Regions from separate parts of the Mus musculus genome. Here region 1 is linked to region 2. A link is a contact called in public Hi-C data. All regions are on one chromosome and are shown on one strand. Each heading gives the region's core, a stretch centred on a gene start, on an enhancer-like site or on the middle of the called end of the contact. The rest is flanking DNA. Distances are from core to core; before and after follow the strand shown.

What was found. Hi-C and Micro-C count contacts between places; a contact is called where the count stands out from the background.
Region 1: a contact with region 2 is called in a Hi-C map of cortical neurons, with 2.4 times the contacts expected there. The contact joins the promoter of 4930568G15Rik here to the enhancer-like site in region 2. A contact is called at or near these places in 1 of 39 promoter capture datasets (the SN4741 cell line) and 2 of 484 Hi-C or Micro-C datasets (cerebral cortex and cortical neurons).

The regions. Positions count from the first base shown.
Region 1 is chr1:165,088,689-165,094,857 of GRCm38.p6, forward strand. 4930568G15Rik (RIKEN cDNA 4930568G15 gene) reads right to left here and starts at 3,242. Exons shown (of 5, transcript NR_040480.1): 1 at 3,198-3,242.
Region 2 is chr1:164,679,524-164,686,286 of GRCm38.p6, forward strand. No RefSeq gene overlaps it. Among named protein-coding and RNA genes, the nearest start is that of Dpt, 110 kb to the right of the region's middle. Within about 2 kb of position 2,253, at least 25 of the 459 cell types and tissues checked have an H3K27ac peak or open chromatin away from gene starts, as enhancers often do. A contact at or near this core is called in cerebral cortex and cortical neurons, where this site is marked.

The sequences.
Region 1 (6,169 bases), core at 1,992-4,491, 410 kb after region 2:
GCCCAGCAGTAGGTAGCCAACACAAATTTAACCAGATGGCATCTTGGGAAGTTCTTTGTTAAGTCAGGCACTTTTTTTCCCCCACCTTACAGATCCTTTGAGTTTCTATTATGACTTCTGGTTTGGGGTTTTGGGACTCCAGTGTGTGCACTCGCGTGTGTCTTGTTGTCTCTGTGTGCTCCACCTGCTTTTTCTTTGGCTAGATTTCTTGAATGGTTGTTTTGTCAAAATCTAATTTGTTTGTTTTTATTTATCTTATTTATTATATTTTATTGCATTATTATGCCTTAGATACCTATTCATTTTCTAAAGAGAAACAGGAAGGCTATAGATCCAGAGAGGAGGTGGTTGGGGAGACACTGGAAAGAGTAGGGGGAGGGGAAACAGTAATAAGAGTATATTGCATAAAAACAATTATTTTCAATAAAAGGAAAGAGTCCCTTGCATTAGTCTCCTGTAGCAACAAGTCACCACTAATCTAATGGCTAAGAACACACTTCTTTACTGTCACACTGTCTGTAGGTTAGAAGTCTGACATGAGTAAACCAGAAAGACTGCAGGGCTTCTGTCTTCTGGGGGCTCCTTGGGTGCCTTTTTCAGAAACAGGTGCCGGCATTGCCTGTGTAGTACACTTTTTCTGTCTTCAAAGCCAGCAGTAGCAGGTTGAAAGCCTCTCCACTCCTGCCTCCTTCAGCCACTTGGAAGAGCCCTGTGATTAGACTAGAACAACCCGGAAAACCCACTGTCACTTTCCAATCTAGGATCAGCAGATTCGTAACTTTAACTCCATCTGTAGTTTCAGCGCCCCTTCGCCGTGTAACCTAAGACATTCACAATCTGGACATCAGGGGTTGGAGATTTAGCTCAGTGGCAGAGGGCTTGCCTAACTAGTCCTTAGCTCCTGGGATGTAGGGAGGGGACATTCTGGACATCAAAACATGGCAGACATCTTTGGAAAGCCATTGTTTGGAAGGGGGAAAAATGAAGGCCTGTCTCCAATTAGAAAAAAAAGTGAGTAAGAGCTACACAGCTTCCCACAAGTCCTAAAAATAGCTCTGAATCATCTCACGCTCAACAAGAGTAAGGTGATATGTCATCAGTTAACACCTGACAGAAACAAGACAAAGTCCCCAGAGACAATCTTTGTCTCTTCCAGAGTTTGTATATAGAATACCCACCGTTCAAAGATAGCTAGGCACATACAAGATCATATGACACTTGGTGTTTTTTCCACTTCGCCCACTAGGACATAAACCCCCTGAAAAGAGTCATCTTTATCATAGTTCATGAAATTATTATTAAGGAAATTACTCTAATGTTCTTCTTGATGCATTCCACTACAGAAAACAGCCCCAGTGAGCCAGCACTGAGCAGCCCCCATGGGCTTCAGAAATGACAGCAAAGTCTTACAAGTTCTCCATCACTCTCAATAAGCCCACAGCTCAACAAGGACCACATCACGAGAAGTAATCACATTAGTAACAACAAACAGACAAGAAAAGCAGGCTGGAATTACCACCTGAAACTTACAAATCATAGGTGTTGGCAGATGGCAGGCCTGTGACAGAAGATGGAGCCACATACTGAACTTTCACCTGGCTCCCATAGTCACAGCTATGGGAATTTCAAACCCTGTCTCTTACAGTGTGTGTGTGTGTGTGTGTGTGTGTGTGTGTGTGTGTTCATATGCATGAGTTCTTGTGTATGTGCATATGGAGACCAGAGGTGGGGACATCAGGCTCTTTCTCAATCACTCTGCACTTGGTGTTTTGAGACAGTCATTCACTGAACCTGAAACATGGCCATTTAGCTAGCCTAGTTAGCCAGAGAGTCCCAGAGATTCTGTCTCCCTAACACTGGGGTCACAGGCACACTGCAGGCTCCAGCTTTTACATGGATGCTGGGATCAGAACTCAGGTCTTATCCTTGCATAGCAAGTGCTTTACCAACTGAGCCATCTCCTCAGCCACTGCTAAATGAGTTTTAAAGGGCATCAGTGAACCAAAAAAAGGCACATGCCTGGGGATAGTTTGTTTGGGCTTTGGGTATGGTCTCTTCCAGTTTCCATTGCAAACTGATCTTCCTTCTTGGGGAGACTGTTGGGGTCAAGGGTGCACACCTACTATACTGCTAAGAGGACAGATGAAAGGCAAGCCCTTCACCTCTCCTGGAACATGGGGTCAGGGAGACAGACTCTGTAACTGTTTTAGTTCAAAGACCTAGGCATTTCAAAGCACTGGACTCTGAGATAGTCTTTTTGGAGCCTTCTAAAGGGGTCAGATCCAGGCCTGCTGTATGCCCATGAGAAGGCCGTGCACTCCTGAGAGCCCGCACAGGGTCACATTAGGATCAAGGGAAAACCCTCTGTCATTTTCTCTGCCAACGGAAAACACTATTTTTTCCTAATTTGTTTAAAGCCTTAGTGTATGCTAATATCTGCAACAGACCAGGTACATTTTAAGAATTGTTCCAAATGGGGAAAAAAAATAGCTTCCATGAGTTTGAGTACCTATCATGTGCTAAGCACACTGCATGCATCGGGTCAGTATTTCCTTAAAGTTCTGTGGAGCGGACTTCAAATTTTGAAAAGCCCCTCAAGTTCGGACATGGCAGTTAGCTGGGCCAAGATCTCACAGCCAGAAGGATGCGGAGCTTCCTATCCATGTGGTGGGACAGTCTGTGGTGCCAATGCATGCCTCTCATGTATAAAAATCATAAACTCGACCTTTTCTGCATCTAGAGACTAGGGAGTGCACACTCATTTAAGGGGAATAGATGAGAAGCCCTATGATGTGAGGATGAATTTCCGGGGTCTCCACTGCACTGGCTTCTCATGATTTTCAGCTCTGTAATAGTTCCAGAGCAATTGGCTCTAGAGCAGGACTCCAGGATAATACACAACATGGCTCAACAGGAAACTTCCTGAGAAACGGTGGAAATGAAGAACTCTGTTAGAAGATGAACCCACGCTTCCCTTTTTCATTAACTGATTCTATGAAGGAAATCTGGTCCCCTACATGTCCTTCAGGTCCTTCCAGCATCATCCACCCTCCCCCGCCCCCGGCTGTCTTCACCCACACACGCCTAGTACCGGGTAGTAACGCCTTTGATTACCATGCTTTTTATGGGATAGTGAGATTCATTTTTAGCTCTTCCTCATTAAAGGAGAGAGCCTTGAAATCAGCACATACACTCACCGCCCCGGATCAGGTGAAGTTACCAGGGCAACGGCAGCCGCCTCTGACGTCACTGAGGGAGGACACCTCCGCAAGGAAGCTGCTGCCTTCACCAACACAGCCCCCACCCCGCCCCTGCTCAGCTCCTCCCCTGGCTTTCAGGTTTTTTGATTCCCTGAGTTGCTGAGCTCCCTGTGAGCGGTCTTCCCACCCCCACCCTTCTCACCCAAAGGCGGAAGAGAGGGCGCAGTCTTTATTACACTTACCTTGGAGTCCTGGCCACCCTCTGGCCAAAATCATCTGCGACCTCTTAAGAGGGAAGTGAGGAAGGAGTCCTGAATGTCTCTGTGCCCATTTATCTGCGACTTTGCTTTGGGATTCCAAGAAAGAGGAAAGGAAGGGACACTAAGGGATAGCTTATGCTCACCCCCAAAGCACCAATGGGCAAATTTAACCAAAGATAAATGAAATCCTCTTCTCGCCCATTCCCACCTTATGCTTAACATAATGTCTAAACACAGTCTTGCTCCAGTCACATGCCACAAAACAGACACCTCAGTCACCAATGAGCAAAATATAACCGGTGGCTCCTAATGACATTGTAGCCATGTTAACGCCAGTGCTCTTGGTTTTCCACACAACTACAAAGCAACCTAAGAATGTGTTTCTCATAAGAACCTCCCCCCTTGTCCAATGTCGCATGACAAGAACACACACAAGGTATTTATTGGGAAAGACAGAGGGCAGCTGCCTCTGCCTCGGTGAGAAACATCAGGGAACCGAGTGAGAGGCAGGCTTTTTTTTTGGGCGGGGGGGGGGGGGGGGTTGTCCCAGGGACGGGTAGGTTTTCAAACCCGGAAGTGAGTTGGATTTTCTTTTAAAAAAAAAAAAAAAGTAATACTGACGTGGTTCTCTTCTCAGACCCTGTGGAAGACGAGAAAAACAAGAGATTTAGGTTCCAAAAGTAGCTTAATGGGTGTTCCTATCTATCATATGAACCAGTTTTAGAGGAGGCGATCTCTCAGCTAAACCCATTACCTACATTCCATCTCTAGAAAGTAGGAAGAGAACCACAATCTCCCAGAGACCTAAGGACCTAGCCCTAGAAGTCTACAGCACCTACAAATAGCACCACCCCAGGTACCATGCCTTTAATGCGTGGACCTTTAAGGGAAAGGACCCATATTCAAACCACAGTTCCTAGCACCTACCCCCATATGGCTGGTCTCTACAAAAGGACTCAGAACTGAGTGGTTCCTTTACAGACCAGAATGAGGCTATCTCTGTCCTTTCTCCCCCCTTCTCTTTCCTATGATGGCAGAAGTGAAAGCAGGAGTTTTAGGTTCCTGTGTCACTGTGTTGAACGTGGTCCTTCACTGTTTTGTGAACCAAACTAAACATCATTTGTGCTGGGGAGCTGGAATGTCACTTCTCTGTTATAGCAGGGGGCATTAACCCAGACAGCCTTATAGCCAACAAGGATAGGCCAATGAGACTATGTATGCCATTGAGGACTTTGGGTTCTTAAGGACAGCACACCTGGGTCCAAATCTGAACACAAAACTTGCTCAAACTAGAGCAAAATAATAAGACACAGTAAAGCGTGTCAGGCCAGGCGTGGTGGCACATGCCTTTAATCCCAGCACTTGGGATCTCTGAGTTCAAGGCCAGCCTGGTCTACAGAGCGAGTTCCAGGACAGCCAGGGCTACACAGAGAAACCCTGTCACAACTGGGATTGGATGGAGAGGTGGCCTAGTGGTTAAGAGCATGTACTGCTCTTGTGGATAGCCTGAGCTTGGTTCCCAGCACACATGCTGGGCAGCTCCCAACTACCTGGAACTACAACTCCAGGGGGTTGCACACCCTCTTCTGGACTCCATAGGTATCTGCACTCAAACATTCACATACCTACACAGACAATTACACGCATAATTTAAAATAAAATGCATCTTAAAAGAAATGTACTAGTGGTGTTGGTGCTGTCTTTCCTCCAGACGACCACAGCAGGTTGGTATGAGGAAAGCAGGTTACACTTCAGCTTCTCCCTTGATCTTGTGCCATTGAATGTGGGAATGCTGGCCATGGGCTAACACTAGCTTCTGCTCAAAGGGCATATTAGACATGACTTGTCAGTGTGGGAAAACTCCCTGAGAAATTGATTTTTGGGAAATAAGATTTATTTTGGCCCACAGCATTTGACATTGCAGTGCATGGCTATGTTTCTGGGCCTGTGGTAAGTGCATCATGTCAGAGGGATGTAGAGTTGGAAAGCTGCCCCCCCCCCCCGGACAGCTGTGAAACAGAGAAGTCTGGGAAGGAAGGATCTGAGAATAAGATGTCCTTTCCTCCAGCTAGACCCCATCTCCTTTTAATTCACTTAGCCATTAACTCACCAGTGGCTTACCCTATTGATAACCTAGTACCCTCGTGACCCAGCTACACCGTTACAGCTGGGACCTAAGCCTTCAAGCTAACCCCAAGACTGGAACTTCAAAAAGGCTAAACCAAAAATCTGAGACCCAGATACTGGAGAGATGGCTCTCACAGAGGGTCAGAGTTTGACTTCTAGCACCCAGGTTGGATGGCTCATACCCACCTGTAGGTACAGCTTCTGGGAAGCCAACACCCATCATGTGGATAGACTCTGAGGTACCTTCACTCAAACATGCACATAACCCACACACACACATACACAAATATATATATAATTTTAAATCTTAAGGGACTCTTTCTAAAGCTGAAAGAAAACCACACTGCCCCTCTCCTCATTTCCCAGCCCAATGCTCTTCAACTCAAACTTTCCTCCACACTCAGCTAAATTAGTTCCGACCGCCTATCAGGGAAAACCAGACTGCTTGCTTGCTTTTAAAGTTTTTAAATTTATTATTCTTCTACAGCTTCATACATAAATTTCCACACACACTTCTCTTCTTCATCCCTCTTCCACCACTGCCATTCTTTCTTCTTCCGAAGAAGCCCCTCTCCGGTTGTT
Region 2 (6,763 bases), core at 1,003-3,502:
GTTTTACCTCAATAGCTATGTTTTTATGCTTTTCTATTTATTTATTTTAAAATATCTTATTTTTTTTTTGTTGCAATTACATTTCTGAACTAGTGGTTGTTTGAGGGAATACTGATAAATTCCTATAAATCTGAGAAACTTCTAAAAAATATCTGTACTATTATTTTCACCTAAATCCACTATGGTTTGACATATATACTTTGAAATAATACAATTTGGAATTTGCTTAGACATTGTTTATAAACTAACACAAAATGTAATACATTTTGATTAGATTTTATGTGTATGTATTAACAATATGTATACTAATAATGTAGAGTATTATCATCTAGATCGAGATCTATATAGACATGTATAGTTGTAATTCTACTATAGATATAGATATCTTTTTGGACACATCTCTATGTCTCCATGTCTGTATCTATGTCTTAAAGCTGCTTATCACGCATTTTAAATGATTTAGATGTGAGCACTACTTTTCTTAAAGTCATTCTCATCTAAGTGATTTTACTCACTCAGTATTCCAAGTCACATTATTTTTCATCCATTCACTTTTAGTCTCTCTAGGTTTTTATATTTAAAACATGCATTTTATAAAGAGTGTAGTGTATGCTTCTTCCATCCCTTGTGATACATTTTATTTTTTAATTCACGTATTAATCTATGCACATTTAGTGTAACGGGTACAATTTCTCATCTTAATACATGCATTTTTCTATTTTAAATGCTTATTTGCTTATTTTTATTATTCCTTGTTTTTTTGTTAATAAACATCTTTATTATTTGTAACTTTCCTTCATTATTCACTTTTAAATATTCTTTCAGTGGTTACCATAGAGACTTACAATATGGTCTTATGACTAAGAGAAATTTGGAGTATTAGCAGCTTTTTGAAAATTCAACGACCTTAGAATATGCTATCATGATAGAACATGCAGCCTTTCTTCTTTCCTGCCACTGATATCATAACTGCAGTTGTACAAATACTTTAAATTCTCCATGTTTGTGATACATGCCTGTCTGTCACATTTCCCAACATACCTCTACTATACCCTCCTTGTCATCCAGTTCTGACATCCCTCTTCCTAAGTATCTTAGACTTCAACTTGTCAAGGAAACTCCTCTGTGGCCACAGATGGTGCTGTGCCCACATTATCTGCTGGACCATTGCTGTGTTGCACTGGCCTCTTTAGGTCCTCACCTCCTCACTGACCACTCTAAATACTAAGATATCCAGAGGCCTGAAACTGGAGATTATTTATATTTTAATGTCTTCTTATTGAATTCAATGCCTGACACTTTGCAAGCACATGTTTAATGGGTAAGTGACACGACAAAGGTTACACCCCCCACCCCTGTCCATTGAATACCCTCTGTGGTATTTTCTAAGTTCTTCTTTGGATCAGTCAAGCATTGACTGAATCTTAGGTCTCTTAGTAATGAGGGGAGCACCTGTGTCACTCTCATTGTACAGATGAATACATTAATGTTCAGAGATTTTATGTTTCTCAAAATCATAAAGCCAGAAAATGGCAAGGCTGAGGTACAGCGTCTAGGCTGACTCTGGAACACAAAGGCTTACCACAAATGCACAGACTAATGGACTTCTTAACATCTGTTGGACCCATTTCCTTCCCACTTTCCATCAATTACCATCTAGAGTTGAACACTGATGACAATGTCATTCCCAGTAGAAGACTTTCTGGATGATGGTCACCCACAGTAAATGCTTATAAATAATCTAGAAAGTAAGTGAAGATACAATTGTTATCATACATAGATCTAGCAAACAAGTACCTGAGTTATTAATATTCCTGAGGTAGGATGAGATTGGAATGGGCTAGATACTCGAACAATATGAAATTCAAATTCTCCTAAAGATCTAGGTGTGAATTAGACTCTTGGAAACAGATTTGAGCTGTTGCAGGCTATTTGTATAGATGGCTTTAAGTATATTCGTTGTGCCTGCTCATTGAACACAATCATGCATATTCTATAGGCACAAGAAAATGCCAGTGTGTTAAGCATGGTGGCCTCCCTTTTCTAAAAAGATAATAAGGATCAAAGCATTATGCACAAGTTCACTGTGACCTGAGGGAGTTAAAGAATCTTCTAGGAGAGATTGACTTCTGAAGAGCGTGCCAAGTAGCACCCCAGAGGCTGCTGAACACCAGGGCACCATTTCCTTCCTCTCAGAAGCCTCTTCTGTGCTGTGCCAAAACTCACATCACTGTAGAATGCGGACGTGACATGCCCGATCCTGAGAGGCAGACACTGTTCTAGGGTAACCTTTTGGAGGCAGCTTCATCTTGCTGCCTGGGAACATGTTTCTTGGCTGTTGCCAAGAACATGGGGAGGAAGTAGGAGGAGCTGTTGGATACCACACGTTGTCTTCATAGTATATTACTTCAATGTCCAATTCTTTTCAGTTTCAGCAGCAGCCTGCCTGGAGTTTCACATTTCAGGTAGTGACTGATGGGACAGGTGGGACTTGCTGCTTCTGGTAAGGAGAGAGGGGTTTATATACTATAGCTGCTATGCAAATTTGCTATGCAAATCTAAAATGCCATTATATCATACATTACATATACTATGATGGGAATAGTAAACGTTGAGTTGCAAAGAAATCATGCATAGCAGCAGGAACAAAACCTAAGATGAAATCGGTTGTGAAAATTGGCTCCCTTAATTTAATTGGAGTTAAGAGAATTTAGAGACCTTGCCTTAACCTAGGGAAATGGGAATGAAAATAGGTTTAGGAGATTAAAGGGAAGGCATTTGGGGATTTATTTAGTAGAAAGAATTAACTCATGGTGTTGTCTACGGTTTGTACAACAGAATGTATTTTCCAAAACACACTAATTCTGCCAGCTAATGTGATCTGAATACCCTGTTTGTACAAGTGAAGAAGTTAGGTATCTAAGCACGGGTCCGTTGTCTATTACCTCTTGTCTAGGAAAGACAGTGTGGGCGAGAAACTGAGACCCGCTCTTCTGGTTCCAAATCCTATTAATGTTTTTCCTGGAATATAGAGTCATTGTTGAAAGTCCTCAGTGTATTTGAATAGGATATGACTATTACGTCATTTCTAGCATGCTGCCTAACTTTAGACCAAAGCACTGGGAACAGAATGACATTCGTGTGGGCTTGAGGGTTTTGTACTGGGCTTGGCACTCTTGTATGGAGGAAGTCATACAAAACTATAACTAGTACCCTGACCTGTACACTGACCACAGGATCCAATATTTCCTATCACTCAGCCTTCCTCTTTCCCCCCTTGGGAGTAGAACAGATTTTGTCAACAAATGTGGTTTGGGCACCGTGCTGGGCACATGGGGAATAGAATAGAGATTTATTGCAAAGCTCTAGATCCCAGGAGCCTGCAAGTGAGACTAATAAATGCCCATGTAGGAAATCTGTGGTGCCAGTTCTCTTAGAAGGGGTGTTTCCAAGAAAGAACAGACCTAAGAAGAGAAACTGCAACAAGCCGGGGACCCTGCCAATGGGCATCAACGAGGAGCTAAGTAGACTGAAGAGGGCAGACACTTATCTCCAAGTGAAGGAACAACATTGGCCAAAGCTTATCAGACACTGGAGCAAGAGAAAAAATGGATTGTTTGACCTCTCTCTTATTAAACATGTGTACAAGTACGTGTGTGTGTGTGTGTGTGTGTGTGTGTGTGTGTGTGCCTGTCTGTCTGTCTGTCTGTCTGTCTATCTGTCTGTCTATCTGTCTGTCTGTCTGTGCATATGCATGTGGAAGCTGGAGGACAACCTTCATGGTAGTTCCTCAGTTAATTCGAATTTGTTTTGTGAGGCAAAGACTCTCATTGGCCTTGAGTTCACCAAACAGGTCAGGCTGGCTTGTTGGCAAGTACTAACAGGCATCTGCCTGTCTCTGCCTCCCCACTAGCACTGGGATTAGAAGCGTAAGCCACCCTGTCAGGCTTCCCCCTCTTTCTTTCATGTGAGTTCTAGGGAAGGAAACTCAGGTACTTAGTCTTGGTTGGTAGATAAGCACATTACTGTCACCCCAGCCCCTAAACAGTTCTTTCACTGGAAGGATTCCTTAAAAAAACCAGACAACTCAAAAGCAGGAACAATGGGAAGAGGTTTTTATCTTTGATGATCCTCCTGCAAATGCTACCTACCCTTGCTCGATATGCCCTTACTGTTGACAAGGATGCTTTTGGAGAGGTGGACCACTCATACTTAGTATATGTGATTCTGAGGGAAGAGAAAGTTGTGGGCAGATAGAAAAGAAGGGTGCAGAGGCGGTAGGTTTCTATCAAACATATTGCCCCATGGGAAGAAGCAGTCCCCAAGATACATGCTCTCCCTGGTCTTTGGAGTCTGGATTCTGTCATTGACCTTCCTCTGGGAGATTTCCCATTTTCTTTCCTCTTCCTTGCTCACTACATACTTTTTCTGCTTATGGAATATCTGGTATTTTTAGCCCAAGCAGTTGCTGTGGCAACCACTAGAGCTGAACATTTTGTTTCCCAAGAACAAATGCTTGCTTAAATATAAAAGCGTTTTTCTGTTGTTCAAAAGAACTGAATTTTCTAGCATGTAATTCAGCGCATGTGAGTGAAATTGACATTTCTCTCCTTGTATGGACTCCCAACCATGGCCATATTCTCCAAGGTTGGGGGAGATAGGATTAATCTTTACACCAGATATTGTGATATTTTTCAAAAAGGAGAATAAGAAATGATTTTATTCTGTTTAATTTGCTCCAATATTTTGGAAGATCTCAACAAGGAGTATTCCAGAGAAGGAGATGGGGGTTGCTGCCTCTTCCTCCGTAAGTGAGGAAGTGAATTCACAGACAACGACAACCTTATCTGGTCCTTCAATAAAGAGATGCCATCTTTCTTGTGTCCAGCTCACCCGCAGACAGTGCTAGTGCTGAAGAAAACAACTTTCTGTTGAATATTTTGACCTTTCTCTACTTTCTAGAAAATTTCTTGACCATGTCTGAGTATTCTTTTGATTTTTTTTTTTATCCCAAGAACACTGCATGCACACATTATAGACTGTAGACTGCAAACATCTCTCTATTTTGGTATCCAAGACTCTAGAGCTTATTCTAGCATCTAGGTTTTTTCCCAAGTACATTGGAGTGTAAGAAACGACCTCCCACACATTTAAATGAGAAATTCTTAACACTGGCTGTGTGAACTCGGGTGAAAAAAAATTCACAATGTTATTTTTGCTAATCTCAAATGAAGATTCATTATTATCCTTCTCTATAAATACAGATAACAAAATTCTGATGGTCACTTTGTAACTACTCTGAGCCTTATTCCATTACCATTGTAAGAGTTATTTAAAATGTTTGTGCCTTTTTATCATTATGTTGAAACTATGGGAATCATCAGGTATATAGAAAATACACAGACAGACATACACAGAATCATACTTACAGACACATAGACACATGCACACATAGACAGACAGACACACACAGAAACATACTTACAGACACACACAAACATAGACACACACACACACAAACATATATACACACACATGCACACACACAGATACACACACATACACAAAAACTCCTAAGCAGTTGTTTTTATGTTGGAAATTACACTTGAATATAATTGTCTTCTATTATAATATTTTATTTTATATACTTAATTTTTTTTTTGAGAAAAAGGGGTTTTCAAGACTATCAAAAGGGGTCATGTCACACCAAACACTTCCTAAAGTCTCGCCTGTTTTCTTGCAGTGACATGCTGCCATTTCTGTATCACTGGCAAGCTCAGGCTTAAGGAATCAGTTCACTGAAGTTTGAATCATGCTCTTCTGTAGCATTACCTGGATCTTGTTGAAAGGAGATGTGGTTTGGATGAGGTATCTCCCATAGGTCTTGTACATATGAATATTTGGTCTCCAGGTGCTGACCCTATTTAGGTAGGTATGGGTTTGCTAGTGGAAGTATGGTCACAGAGGGGGCAGTTTTGAGAGCTTAAAGACTTGAACATTCTGAATTTTCTCTCCCTGCTTCTTCTTTGGTTTGTGGGATGTAACTCCTCGTCTCTTAGCTTCCTGTTTTAATCACTATGCCGGTCTACTACCACACTACCTGGCTATGATGATAGTGGACCCATCCCTGTGGATCTAATGACAATAATTTAATATAAGCTGCTTTGGTCATAGTGTTTGATCTCAGCAATAGAAAACTAATTACTACACTACACCATGAACTACACCATGAAGCTTGCCTTCTTTAGCTGGAAAGATCAAGACTTTTTTTTTCCTGAATAACCTGTTGGTAAAAATTCCCTATCACCCCAGTCCTGCTCTATACTCTATTCATGGTCTCTGAAAGCCAAGAATGTCATTGACATTCAGAGAAAATGCAGAGGAAGAAATGGCATCAGGGTATTATCAAAACTCTGAGGTCAAATGGGAGTATTTGAAGCAGGAAAAGACTTAATAGGGAAGTTACAATATAGGCTCAGAAAGAGGCGAGGGCAAGCTACCAGTGGTTGTCCAGAAATCAGGAAATTTAAAGAGCTGCAGGACAACATCACTGACCTCCTTGGCTGCTGCTGCAGCAGATGGCACAATTCACTGATGGGCACCTGGAAGCCACTGACCAACGTCACACTACCCACTGACTAGGCCCACCCTGTTCACACCATGGCCCATTGCTGCTGCAGGAGCTGTAATCCTTTTGTTTCTCTCCTGCTTTTTCAGCCCCCAGTTTTTATGGTTGGGGTCTAACTCTGAACCGTGCTGGTTG